Regions from separate parts of the Zea mays genome. Here region 1 is linked to region 2. Evidence: chromatin contacts called from public Hi-C data. All regions are on one chromosome and are shown on one strand. Each heading gives the region's core, a stretch centred on a gene start, on an enhancer-like site or on the middle of the called end of the contact. The rest is flanking DNA. Distances are from core to core; before and after follow the strand shown. Region 1 holds the start of LOC100277719 (Binding protein). Region 2 holds the start of LOC542211.

The links. A called contact is a pair of places that touch in the nucleus more often than the background predicts.
Region 1: a contact with region 2 is called in a Hi-C map of tassel, with 2.7 times the contacts expected there. The contact joins the promoter of LOC100277719 here to the promoter of LOC542211 in region 2. A contact is called at or near these places in 5 of 25 Hi-C or Micro-C datasets (bundle sheath, ear, leaf and 2 more).

The regions. Positions count from the first base shown.
Region 1 is chr6:150,252,405-150,259,850 of Zm-B73-REFERENCE-NAM-5.0, forward strand. LOC100277719 (Binding protein) reads left to right here and starts at 3,082. Exons shown (of 1, transcript NM_001151215.2): 1 at 3,082-4,020. The coding sequence starts at 3,257. The coding sequence ends at 3,742.
Region 2 is chr6:150,060,331-150,067,259 of Zm-B73-REFERENCE-NAM-5.0, forward strand. LOC542211 reads right to left here and starts at 5,023. Exons shown (of 58, transcript NM_001111823.2): 1 at 4,731-5,023; 2 at 4,592-4,647; 3 at 3,633-3,971; 4 at 3,485-3,559; 5 at 2,515-2,687; 6 at 1,201-1,299; 7 at 785-944; 8 at 517-660; 9 at 262-434; 10 at 1-182. The coding sequence starts at 4,776.

The sequences.
Region 1 (7,446 bases), core at 1,832-4,331, 190 kb after region 2:
CCCGCAAAAAACAGACGGAATAAGCCATCTTCCGTTTTCGTCCTGTTTCCATATTTTTCCGTAAATACGGAAACGGTCGGGTCAAATGTAGAAAACGGTACGGGTCGAGACAAGATTTTTTCCGTCCGTTTTCAACCCTAGTTGCTATACGATCCGACGACAAATATTAAATAAGGCGACGTGGACACCTAGATAGAGCCTGTTTTAAACGGACTTTCATATGTAAGAAATTTTATAACATAAAAGTAAAATATCTAGATTCATCGTTACTTGAACTATCATAATAATATTAATTCGTTTAGTTTAAAATAATTTAATTTTATAAATTGTTGACTAAAGTTTAAATAGTTTGACCTAGAGAAATCTAAAACGATTAACTTATGTGGACCGACGGATGGAGTAGGTCCCATTGCGTAGGGTTCCATTGATACCTACTTATTAGCCGCCATGCATAGGATTGAAAATAAATTTGGATTCACGATCATCATAAAACTAACGGTAATGATTGAGATCAACGAACATAAACCATGCAAATGTTCTCTAATGATTGAGTACGTCCGTCTACGTAATCGTACAGTAATTAAAGGAGGAAGAAGCTCATCATGCATGTACACTGCTTTTACAAGTAAAGAGCTGCGTGAATTGAGTGCCTTTTCCTCACGCCAAGAAAGTTCGCTTATTAGCACATCGGTAAACGGCGGGGCTATATGTCAGAGAATCGTACAAAAATAATAAATTGCCAAAAAGACAAGAGAATTGGTAAATTAAAGCCGAGTACTGCAGTACTTTTGTGCAGTAGCAGTACTAGTGTGTGTGGACTGTGGTCTGTGGAGCATGCAAGGCCGAAAATAAGCACCTAATCTCTACTAATTATTAAGAGTCTAATGTAGACTATAGCCGTGCCCCCACTCCCTCCTATACGCGCATGCAATTCTCGTCCGCGCGTGGCTACGCATGCAGTGCATGCAATCCTCGTCCCCACGTGGCACCCATGCAACCACCCAGTCTGCATGCAATCCTTTCGCTCCATGCAAAACTTGTATGTGTGCATCCGTACAAGTATGTAAATGTGAATGTCATTTGAACCATGGTTGTTTGCTTTAAAGTCACATCTATCTAGCCAACATGACACATATATTTTTCGTTTTATATTTTATACTCAAGTATAATATAGACTTTTATTAAAAAAATAGGGGAAAAATTAAAACCGGGTCGTGTTCCGGCCAAACATGATACTTTTTACGTGAGTTTGCTACCTCGATACTTTATATGATTTTATTTGCGTTTAATATCAATTATAACTATGATAACTAATTTTTAGTCGTTTTGTACCGAAAATATAGATTGGTCAAGTCATTTAGTAAAACAACATATCACACATACTTGCAAATTGTTTTCACATCATAATGAAATATATATCCATGTGCAAATTAGCAAGTCAATTTTTAAAATAGTTCGGTTCAGAACTTTATGCGAAAGAATGTTGGCTCTATGTCTGCTTATACGAAAGAATGTTGTCTCTTCCCTTTCTTATAGGAGGGTGAAATAAGTTTTACTAGCAGCGTCATACCGGAGGTGCCAGTAGCCTCAGTGTGTTAGTCGCTTCTCAAGATGGCCTCACTGGCAGCAAAATGTTCCTTGATGAGTTGACTCGCGTGCTTGACTGGGATTGTACTTTATCTCTTCTGTCAGCTAAGCTCTGGTGAATTCCTCCGGCATCAACATTAGCACGATGGTTCGTCCAACCGAGCATGTCCTCGATTCACAAAACTATATAGTTGGGAACCTCATAGGTAGATTCATAGTAGTTAACAGTTTGCTTAAACAAATTGACGTGGTTGTTTGATCTACGCAAAAGATGGCGCTGGTTGTTGGTTTTAATAGTGAAATGTCATCCTAACCATTTAACTAGCTATATCCAACATATTATGTATTTATTTCTCTAAATATTGTCAGTTGCTCTCCAATACAAATTACATGGTTGCCTCACTATCTGTTTTTAAAAAACTTTTGGGGGGTAAAATCAAACTAAAATTCGGCGATGGCTCGTCCCCTTGCAATCGGTCTTCTACCTTTCAGTTTCTCCTCCTTAGCGTGGCTTTGCATCAATCTGTGCAGAGAATTAAAGAAGATGTCTCCTCCGATCTTGAGAATTTTTTTGGATGACCTAATATATTATGAGCTAAACTTTGCCAGCATTTTATCCTTTCCTCAGTTCCTCTACATGTAATTTCAGCTCGTCGCGAAATGAAGGAGGCGAGGAACCACTACCACACGCAGGGCTCCTCGCGCGGCGGCGGCGGCACCGCTGCCAAGCGCGACCTGATGTTACAGTGGGGCAACCGGAAGCGTCTGCGCTGTGTCAAGGTGCAGCGCCGCAACGAGGCCGCCGAGAAGGCCGCCATCAGCCAGCGCCGCAACGAGGCCGCAGCTACCCATCACCACCCAACCGGCCACACCCACCAGCACCACCGTGTTCTCAGGTTTGTGCCTTTCTCTAATTTGTTTCTTTTTTATCATTTGTGCCTTTGTGGTGTCGATGTGCCCATTGCGTGTGTCGGCTCTCAGCATGATTGCTTTGTTTTGATGGCTACCTGTCTTTATGTAACTAATGTAGAAATCATGTCAAAACACATTTCCCCACAACAAAAAAGATAAGAGGACCATATTTGTAAGCTAAAATAATTTTGATAGTCACAACTCACCATCTCCTTTCGATAGCCTTAGGATCCCCTTTTTATAATTTTGATCTTACAATACAAAATTGTTCTACGGAGGTCATGGTATATCATCATATTATGTATTCAACTTAGGGTTTACCTATTTTGATTAATAGTTACATTGAACTAAATTTTGGTCGTTTAAAATGGCAGATTTCGACATTTGTTATGATTGTTGAGTTGATTCTTGATAGCATCACTAAACAATGACCTATGTGTATACAATTGTCCCACGTTACAATGCACGGGCATATAGTAATTGTTTAATTCATGGGTTGTTTCTTTGTTTACTAGTACTGTATGGGATGGTAGACAGTAGACTGGTAGCTTGATATAAGTGCGGCAGCCGCTAGGCCTCCTCTCCTCAGCATTTCAGCACCCAGTTCGGCGTTGCACATGTGACCCGGGCACCCGGCCCCCAGCCCCCAGCTCCCGACCATTTCTGCACATCTACAGCTCGCGAGCTCAGCACCAGAACACGCCAGGCCAGCCCAACCTCTCCAAGAACCCAAGCAGCAGCCCCCGACCGACCGGCCATGCCAAGGGCCATCGGCGGTGGTGCGGCCTACAAGGGCGGAATCAAGGGCTACTGGAAGCGCCGCGGCTACGACCGGATCGACGCGGCCGCGGCGCAGCGCCGCCCGCGCCTCCCTACAGCGGAGCTTGGCGGCGGCGAGGCGCATCCTCAGCCAGCGGGTGGTCGGCGCCGCCGCGGGTGGCGCGTTCGCCGGCGAGCGGGCGTCCTCGGCCGGCGCCTCCTCCGCGCGCTCTCCCCGCGGCGGCTGCTGGCGCGGCTCCGCGACGCCTACGTGAACGCCATGCTCCGCCTCGCGTCCTCCGCCGCCGTGGCCGGCTACGGCGGCGCCGGGCCCTACTGCACCGCCGCCGACCCGTTCGCCCGGCCGCGCCCGCTCACCAGGGAGTACGACGAGAAGGCGCTCGTCGAGATCTACAGGTCCATCCTCGCGCGCGGCGAGGCCGGGCCAGTGGTCGCCGCCGCGCGGCTGCCCGCGGTGCTCTGAGGAGCTGATGACGACGGGGACGGACGGGCGCTGGCACGCACGCGCGCTGGGAGCCTGGCCGGCCCTGCTGGCGCGCTCCGTCTACTCTCCTTGCCTCATGCAAGGCTCGTGTACGCTAGAATCTCGCTTTCATGTAGCGCACAGAATTTGCATGTCGGATGAAAAGTTTCAGGTGGTCATTATTCCGGTACCAAGTACTTCGAACCTGTGAATTGTTCCCCAAGGATTTGGAACGAAGAACACTAGTACAGAATGAAACTCTCTGCCGACGGTTCTACACATATCCTCGCTGTTAATTTTTAGAGGAATTCCACCAGTGTAAAAAGTAGCTAGGTGAAGGTCACGAGCTTCACTAGTGTATAAATGGCACGTTCATTCAATAACCGCATGTAAAATTATTTCAAGAAATTCAAAATTTCTCTACTATATCACTACTAGTAAAACAATAGTATTTACTTTATTTGTACATAGACAACAACCATGCCATACATATATGTACATCAAAGTTTTGTGGTACTAACGAGTTCTATAAATCCCTCTAACAATAAAATCAATTTAGGGCCTATTTGGAACCACCTGGTAGTTTTCTTAAAACCAAGAAACTAGCCACTCTTAGCTTAAAAATAAAAATTGGTTTATTAAAAACATGATTGCTTCCAAAACAGGATCTTAGTCTAGCAATATATTTCTAATCGAAAACCCACCGGTGTATATATATGTAATGTACATAGCGGTGATTCTTGGTTGGTCCGGATCCACATATTTTAGGGTATGCGGAATTCGTGTGAGAATCGTAACATTTTTTTTTCTTCTGAATCCTACAGAATTACAGTTTTATAAAATATAAAATGGGCAAAGTTAATACCGAGACAGAGATACTACTAGTGTGTCTAGAGAGAGTCGTGTTCGAAACTTGAAGGCTATTGATACGCAAATACAATACTGCTATTGATACGCAAGATACTGTGTCTAGAGGTAGTCATGTTCGCTACGAATTTAATTGATCGGCTTCTGCTTTTTTTTACAGTATTTTATCTCTACAGATAGATTGCAGCAGCTGTAGCTTTAATCTAGTACCAGTCAACAGCCACTAGTATACGTCACAATGCAAAGCTGGCCTCGTTAGCAGCCCTTCATTCTATTTATTTTATTGTCACGTAATACGTCTCGCTTCCCGTGATTCGCTCCGGACAAAAAATGTGGAAGGATCGTCGAGCATGATCTGATCAATGATTGTAGTACCCAGTAGTTGCAGGTCAACCGAAGTCGAGCTTCCCACGTAAGGCGTGATGCTTCCTTGTGCTGGGTGCGTACTGGTAGTATATGTATACCTCAGAACGGTGACACGTCACGCTCGTTGGTTACATCTGCTCTGCCTCTACGACTAGCAGACAACTCGGGTAGCAGAAGATTCAGAGACTGAAGCCTACGAGGTATATTCCAAGTTTTACTGAGTAATAAGGGCGGGGTTTGGTTCCGCTAAGTGCTGATTTAGTGATGAGAGATAATGGGAGATTGGAGGGAATCGAGAGAGAAATTAGTTCATTTCCTGCTTAATCTCGTCAAATCCTCCCGTGATTCTTTTGTCACCAAATCAACCCTAAGGGTGTGTTTGGTTGAGGAGTGTAGAAGAATGGAGCGACTTTATTTCTATTTTTTGGATGTTTGGTTTCCACAAAAGAGGAACATAATAGTTCTTGGAGTCTACATATAGAAATTTAATATAGATAGTTGGAATGCTCCCGCTCAACAAAAAACAACCGGACGCGAGCGCTCTACTCCCTCTCTTACCATCTACACTCGTATGACTCCCCAACCAAACAGAGAACGAAGTGGCTTCACTTTATTCTACTCTCCAACCAAACAAAAAAAATGGAGCAACTCTGTTCTGTTTAACAAACACGGAATAGAACGGCTCTATTCTCAAAAACTAGAATGGAGTTGTTCCGTTCTAGTTGACTCTCCAACCAAACGCACCCTAAATCGTTCAGTTCCTATTTTTGGAACGGATGGAGTATAGTCTAATCATAATACACAGATAAAGACGATGTTACGAGACAAATTTATTGAAGCTAATGGAGTATATATTTAGTAATTATAATTAATATTCAGATATTTGATATGACACGAACTAAATTTTACTTAAGGAGACCAAACACCTTCTAAGTATGTGAATGAGTTGGTAGAACTGGAAAGCACCCAGCAGCTACCGTGAATATGTGATCTTTGGTTTGGTGGCGCCCCCTTGGCACTAGGCACCTCCCCAACCGCACCGGATAATGGGAAGCTGTGTTGGGCAACCCATATTCGACTTGCCCGGCGCCTGCCATCCCGCACCGCCCCGACCAAGGACGCATCCCTACTACCAAGTGCCAAAACCAAAAACCCATCCCAATGCCTACCACCATCAACAGCTTACAGAATCACCGGGCGTCAGTAGTGCGCGATGGCGACCGCCGCCGGATGCGACGTCGGGGGGAGTTTGCCGTCCCGGGCTTCGGGGTCACGTCTGGTCGTCAGGACCATGCCCGTTGCCGCTCTCATGTCTGGTTTGGTTGCAGTGCACTGCACACGACGACGGCCTGACTGTGCCTGTTTCCCGTTGCCGCTTTCATGTTCGTAGACCACCAATTCGCAATGCGTGGATGAGTCGTCCGTGATTTGTGTGCCATCAAAACAAAAACCTACTTAATTTTGCTAATCGTAGATTGATTTTTTTTTCAATGTGGCTCGACCTGACCTCGATTCGGCAACTACGTGATCTCATGTTTTCCATATGAAATAAAATGCTGAACCTCTTTTGGGTTCGATGGATGTGTCATGCCGGACACAAAGATTATGGGTCTGATGGGTTGGGTGAGAGAGTTTGGCCTGTCTCATTGGAGCGTGGTCCGTCGAAAACTGTACGCTCCCTTCGTACCCACGTATGCAAACAGGTAGTGTATTTTGTAATTGTCTTGCAGCTGTGGATGCAGTACTGATTTGGAAATATGCACGGAACCAAACAACGTCCGCCGCTTGGTCAACGCACGGGAAGAGTCCGCGTTGGCGCGCCCAGGCAACCAATCAGATGGTATATGTTATTTCAGTATCTTTCATTTTTTATGAGGGATGTGTCTTCAATATTTTATTTGCAATACTTACTTTTGCGGTTAAAATAAAATGATCGTGTCTATTAAAATATTGGTGAGTGTGTGTACTTGATGGTAACTACTACTTGTAGTAGGTACTTGTAGCACATCGGATTAGGGATCTCAGTAAGATATCCGGTGGGATGGCAGGCGTCGAGCAAGTCGAATAAGCCAATATGGGTTGCCCAACATCTTCCATCTAGCATATATGGATAGGGATGTAAATGAGGAATTTCCTGATGGGTTTTAGCTCCTCATCCCTATTCTCGTGATGAATTTTTTACCGCAGAGATCCCCACAAACGTTTGTGGGGATATTTCTTCTCTATCCTCATTTCCCGCGAGAAAAATCTTCATCGAGATCCCTATCACCACTTAAATTATAATGAGAACATATTTCATATGTTATTAATGTAAAACATTGTCATTTATACACATTATCAATGTAAGAAATCATTATGTGTAAATCAAAATAAATATATTTATACAATGAGTGATCTCTTGACAATGTAATTATTTACTAGTATGATGCTCGTGCGTTACGACGGCACACAATCATATAACGAATTAATGA
Region 2 (6,929 bases), core at 3,773-6,272:
TTGCTAGAGTCCACAGTGCAAGTTGCACAAGAACAGGACTATTAGAGTCCACAAACTGTTGCAAATTGTTTGACCTGCTTGCTCGACCAACAGAAGCACCTGGCCTTATTGATGACTTTGGTAGTGCTTGAGATATACAATCCAATAAACGCTCCTGTATTGTGGGTAGTAAAGACGGGATGCTGTACAAAAAATGTCACATAGCAGCTCTGTAGAGAATAAAATGAAAGGAACTAATTAATTAAAGCAATGAAATCTTACCTTGTGCTTATAGACTCGAGTGCATCTATAAGTTTATCAGAAAGACCAGCAAAAAACATAGCATCTAGAAGTCCGCTACGAATATGAGGTTCCATTGCAGGACCCATAGCTTTTGCAAAGCTTCCTACACAAGAAATTGCCTCAAGAGATGGCCTTCCTCTGCGAGGAGCAATCTGTACATACAAGCACCAATGATTACATGAAAATTCAAGTAAACACCTGAGTAGAATAGGGCTGCCAAGTACCAAAGCATACCGCATCTTGCAAATGTGAGGTAATTGCTGGTAAATAAGGCACAAGTTCAACACCCAGAGCCCCAGCCATCTCTCCAAGGGCAACAAAACCACTAGCGCGCTCGTCTGGTGTACGTAGAACAAACAAGATATGATCCATACAAATCTGGAAAGGATAACAATATTCATCATGGAACAGCACAATTTTATCATTCCTATCTTCTACTATGACACTAGGTTCAATGGGGAAAGGAAAACAACAGGACATGAATTGTGGTATTAAGAATAACCTTCAGGTAATTAGTCACAAATCTGTCACGCAGGAAGTGGGCAATTCGAGGAAGAAGTGATGTTATACTACGTCGAACAAGCTGATCTCGATGCTTTAAATAATCGAGGACAATATCAGCCACTTCTCTGTACCGAGACATCATAAACTCCCCTGTATTCCTATAATGTTTCAAGCAAAATTAGAAGATCAGATCTTGGACATTGTTGTCAGAACTAAATGGTGTTGTTTTACTTCTTTCATAATACCATGATATATCTCTGTTCGCAAATTACATGATTAGGCTGGCATGCATCTCATAATAAAGAAATGCAATAAGTGTGAGAGGATCAAATAAGATCAAATTATAGCGATTATTAATATCATGGCATCTATTTTCTAAGAACAAAAAAGGCATCCAACCAAACAGTAAGTTACCTCAGCAATTCTCCAACGGCCAATAATGATCCATGAATACTATGAACAGAAGCATTTCTGCCAAGCCCAACTTGTGCGGCTTCACACATCCGGTAATACCTGGTAAAATTTAAAAAACGTAAGACAGAGAAACCACCATAATTGTATAGCAGAAATGAATTGACGAAGAGTTGTGGAAATTGATGTGCTTTGGATTCTATGAGATGCATACGCAACAACAAAACAAAGGCCCTGAAAGCAGAGTTATTCATAACCATTAGTCCCAAGAAAAGAACTGACTATGAAGAACCTCACACATTAAACTTTTATAAAGACCAAAAAAATAAATGTCAACATGCTCTTAAATCTTGACCAATCAATTTGTGGATTTAGACACGTAGATTGGAAAACAAAAACAATGGTTCAACCATTGAAGAGACTGAGGTTCGCAAAAGCTTTAGATAGAAAGGGTGACTGGTATGGATCATATATGAGCTTGCATGTAACAGGTTACTAAAAACTTACATCTATTTCGTATCTAGTCAATCTGCAATTTTAATATGTGAACCATTTACTTACAAAATGAAACTTTTGTAATCTAAGTATTAATCATTTGGCAAGTTAGGAAGTAAGCCATCAAAGTCATTGTCTGATGAGGATGACTTTTTTGGTGCACCAGAGCTAGTTGCACAATCATGGCTTCATACCACACAACAGCTGCAACACAACATTAGTATCATTTATGGCAGCACTTTCTATAACTAAGTATAAACACATTTCTATTACAAGTGACTGTGGAAGCTACAAGGTCAAAAACACTAACAACTCACTCATCTTTAAATAAAGCTCAAAGCAATTCTCAACATTCGATGAACTATACTAGTATATATCTTTTTCTTTAATTTTTTTCTCTTCTTATGATATTCAGTTATTTACCATGGTCAACTCTTAAGAGATTATCAAATACACATTCCAATTGCCAAAAACTTACTCTATGTGCCAATTTTGGGTTCATTTATACACAATTCTGGGTTCATTTATACACATTGTAGCATTGTGCACAACTTAATTCCAAATTGACAACCAGTTCCCTAAACAAGAAAACCAGAGCACTATGTCATCAGTAGCTAGTCCTCCATAAATTAACAGGATTCCAGCCAAACTACTCATCAAGTTAAACTATACATGCAAAACTATTGATTGTGTAAAAATGAGCTACTCAAATTAAATCTTCATACCATTTTAATCATTTCAAGTGAGTTAACACACATTCTGGTTTATTGATACATAGATACCAAATTCGCAAAAGAATGTGAACATAAAAATTAGGCTTACCATTGTACACGCCAACGTGTCTCCCGTTTTTCAATAACATGGAGACAAGCGCGCAAGGCTTCAACTGCTTTTTCACGAACAGCTTGTTTAGGGTCTCTCAGTGCTACCCATATAGCATCAACAAACTCAGGAACATGAACATTGAAAACTGTTGACGCATTTTCTGCCATCTCCTACAGCATAGAAAATGGAGATTTGTAGAAATTAGAGAGTAGCGCATATGGGAGTAATACTGATATTAATTCAGATACATCAACATAAATCACACATACATATATCTTTAGGACAAACTCTTGTGTAATCAAGCTTCCCGTGCAATCAAACTAAGTCATGAAAAATTCTCAAAAAAAAATTATAGATGCACTTCATTATTTACTCTATCAATATATCAAATTTCAAGTTCTAACTCATCCTATGTTAATATATATATATATAATAAAATTATATCATTATAATTTTCTCTTATTTATATCTCTTAACATAGAATGAATTAGAACTTGAAATTTGATATATTGCTAGAGTAAATAACGAAATGCATCTATAAATTTTTCGATAATTTTTTATGACTTTTGGTAGTTTGATTGCATGGGAAGCTTGATTGTACAATAGTTTTTGCCTATATCTTTTTCACAAATCACAAGTTTAGGCTTATAAATAATAGCCCATGACTCTAGTGGCAGTATGTAATCACCCATGACTTATTACAGACCAGATGCTACTGGTGGATTGGGTATAGAAAAAAAATATAGTGTATCTGTGCTGGTATATATATCCAATTCAGTCATGCATCAACAAATGAACAAATGGTGCACTACTTTACACACAAAATCACCCATGTTTAGTGATTAGTAATATAAGTATATAACTATATATATGATAATAGTAAGCAGGACGAAAAATGTGACTCCTTTCACGATGGAAGGCTTATTTGCATGTAAAAGGCCACAAAAAGTTGGTCAATTCAACTTACTTTGAGAATGAGTACAGCTGCAAATCGGCGATATTCCACTCGTTCACCAGTAAGCCACCCCAAAGCCGTTTTAATCTTTTAAAAGAACGGATGTTGTCAAAAGAATGAAACATAATTGTCAAGCAAATTTGAGCTTAATATAGCTCACCTGCCGCTCCACTTCATCTGCAGTCATTGCTCCTCCCGCTTTTGCTAAATGACCCAGCACTTCACTTGCGGGAACTAGGATTTCAGGGTCGCGCTTCACTTCAAATACGTTTCTCAAGAAGCTGGCAAACTTAGAAACTTTGGAAGCGCCTTCTCCAAAGGGCATATCAATTAATGCATCGATAGCACGGAGAGCCAGTAAATTTTCATTAACATCGTTGCTCTGCAGTAAACTAGATATCTGCTCATAGAGCTGATCCATAAACCTTAAAAAAGCTTCACCGCTGAGATCTCGGGCTTCCTCCTCAACATGTTTACGGAGCGCGGCAGCAATAACATCCTAGGGCCAATCAAAAAACACAATTACATATAGGTACAGAATACATAAACAAAAAAGAGAATATAGTGTACAGATCAGCATGAAGTATTTGTTGACGCCTTGATGGAACAAAAGAATCATGCCAAATAACAAATAGTTCAGAGGTTTAGCAATCCAGAAAACTTAAACCTGGAAATAAACCCTTAACGTAACAAGGTTATTGAAGGAGCGTTACAATCAACATATAACGCATATATACCACCAAAGCGGAAGGACGTTACCAGTGCAGATAAACCCCATGCCTTGCCCCCACAGTTACTAGTTACTACTGTGACATAGAGATAGAATCAGCAGGAGCAACAACAGCAAGTAATCCAGCCAGTACTGATTATGAAGATCAGAACAGAAACCGCGCACATCCATCCACCACCGGCGGCACTAGCTTCATGGCCTACTGAGCAACAAAGAACTAGTGCTAATGCGCACACTAATTTATCCAAGCAAATTAGCATAGCATTCCCCAACAAACCCAAAATAGAGCAAAACCCTAGCCCCAAATCTAGCTGTTGAGTCAAGCTCTAATCGAGACGCAAAAGTAAAGGACTCAGGAATCTGGGAGAGGAGGAAAGAGATGCACGTACCGCTCCAGACGAGATGTAAGCCGCGATGTTAAATGTGTGGTCCTTAGCAATCAAATCTGCGTACAAGATGGAATCTCTATTATTTTCAGCGAAACCAAGGGATTCCGTGAGCGCATCCGAGGGAGGAAGGTGGGCGTACCTTTAGGCTTCTTTCCGATCTCCGGGAAGTGCGGCGAGGGTTTCATGGCGATGTTGGCGGCTGCAAGGCCGGCGCGCCGGATAGAGGCGGGGGCAGGGGAACTGTCAAGGGTTTAACTATGCGAACGCGCACTGCAGGAATGGACGAGCTCGCTCTCTCAAATCGGCCGAATGCGCTCGTCCCACCGAGACGCCGTCTTGCTCCGTCTCCCTGTCTCGCTCACGCGGACGCTCCACGCGAGCAGGGCAGGCCGAGGAGGGCGACGGCGCGGCCGGGCGACGGCGCGAGGAGAGCGATGGCGCGAAGAGTGCAGAACGCGCGGCTCGGCGGCGGCGCGGCTGTGCGGCGGCGCGGTTGGGCCGCGGTGGCGGAGAACGGTGAACGGAAGAACGAAGAAGAAAGGGAAAGAAGCCTTTGTATGACACGTGGGTCCCGCAGTTAGAAGGGTTAAATCTGTTGTCTCATCCATCACGTAGTCTTAATTTTTTTTCGCCGGTCCGTGTTAATGCTACGATCTTAAGAAGCGAGCGATCATAAAAGTAGCTCTAATAGTTCTACTAGGTGAGTACCCGTGCGTTGCAATGGTAACATATAATAATACTAGGTACATGCCCGTGCGATGCCACAGAACACAAAATTGTGGGCCTCCAACGGGCTTAGGGCCCCGGCCACGGGCACAGTGAGAACACAAGTTTTCAACTAACGATCGTTGGGTCCGTGTCCGCAGCAGTGAAGATTCGTCCGTATGTCCAAGTGTTGTAGCAGCAGGCCAAGAACAACACAACTATGAAGTGGGTTGGGGGGTTAGGAGGTTTTAGCCTCAGCCCTTAGTAATCTACTTTTGCAAAGTCCGAGGAGCAGAACCAAGCGAGAATTAAAGGACAAACTGAAATATGGATTCTGGGCTCAGAAAATTTCACACCGGTACACACTGCAATGGCAAGGATGAAATTGAATAAATTTTAGTTTCATATCCCAAAACATGCGGTGAGATCTAAACCACCAACAAAACAGTTGTGATGCAAAATATATATTTTCTATGAAACTTGCTAAGGCATCACCGATTTATCCTCCTTCAAAGAATCAAGACTCTGTAACGTTTGAAATAGTTCAGGATCAGACTGATCGGCCATTACAAAAACATGAACACCATCAGACAACTCAACCTAGCTACACCCAGGCTCTTTCTTCACACACTCCCTGATCATGCTCTCACTGACTGTCTAGGTCTCATGCCAGTCATTCCCTGATGCATGCACACTTGACAGAGCAACCCAGTTGCGGTGGTTCCCAGGGTCAAGCTTGAGCAAACAGGACGCTGTGAACTGACTTTAGTCAGGCATTCTCGTGTACTCGAGATGAGTTGAGTAGCACGCTCCAGGCAGCAACGCTCAAGTCAAATCACATGTTCTCAATGAACTGAAGAGCTTCTTCTAGGTAACCTCACCTGCGCAGGAGATCTGCCATGCTTATGTTAGTCTTACATTAACTGACAAATATTCAGATGAAGCACGCTCAACTGGTGCAAACCGAAGATTATCTTTTGCAGCCCCTCTTATAAAGTAAGTTGATCCAGGCACAAGTCCTCTATGTCGAAATCTACTAAAAGAATTTGTGGTAGCTTCCTCATAAAAACCTGTGTATTCATATCTTGCTTAAAAAACACCCACCTTTGGTTGGCAAGTTAATAGTGTTACAGAACCCATAGCACTACATTAAATATGATCAGAGCTAAACCCTAAACCCTAAAAATTGCAGCAAATCAAATAAATAGTTGGCACGAAAGAATCTAGGGATAAACAAATCTAACAGGTGCCTCTGTTGGTTTGGAGGAGAATGAGGTTCTCATGTGAAGTAAAAAGCATGATACTGAAATAGCCATTTGAACAAAAAATATATATATTTTCAACTAAATGAATTAAACAGCCATTTGAACAACATGTAATTAGAGTGAAGTAAAAAGCATGATACTGAAATAGCCATTTGAACAAAAAAATATATATTTTCAACTAAATGAATTAAACAGCCATTTGAACAACATGTAATTAGGTAAATAAATGCAGATAAGCTGATAATGAACATGTTCTCAAACATATTGCTCGCATGTCATAGGCGATGAACAACATTCATCAAACTGTAGGCAAAAATATATTGGTGTAATTATGCTTACTGTGCAGCTATTTCAAAAAATCTGTTGGA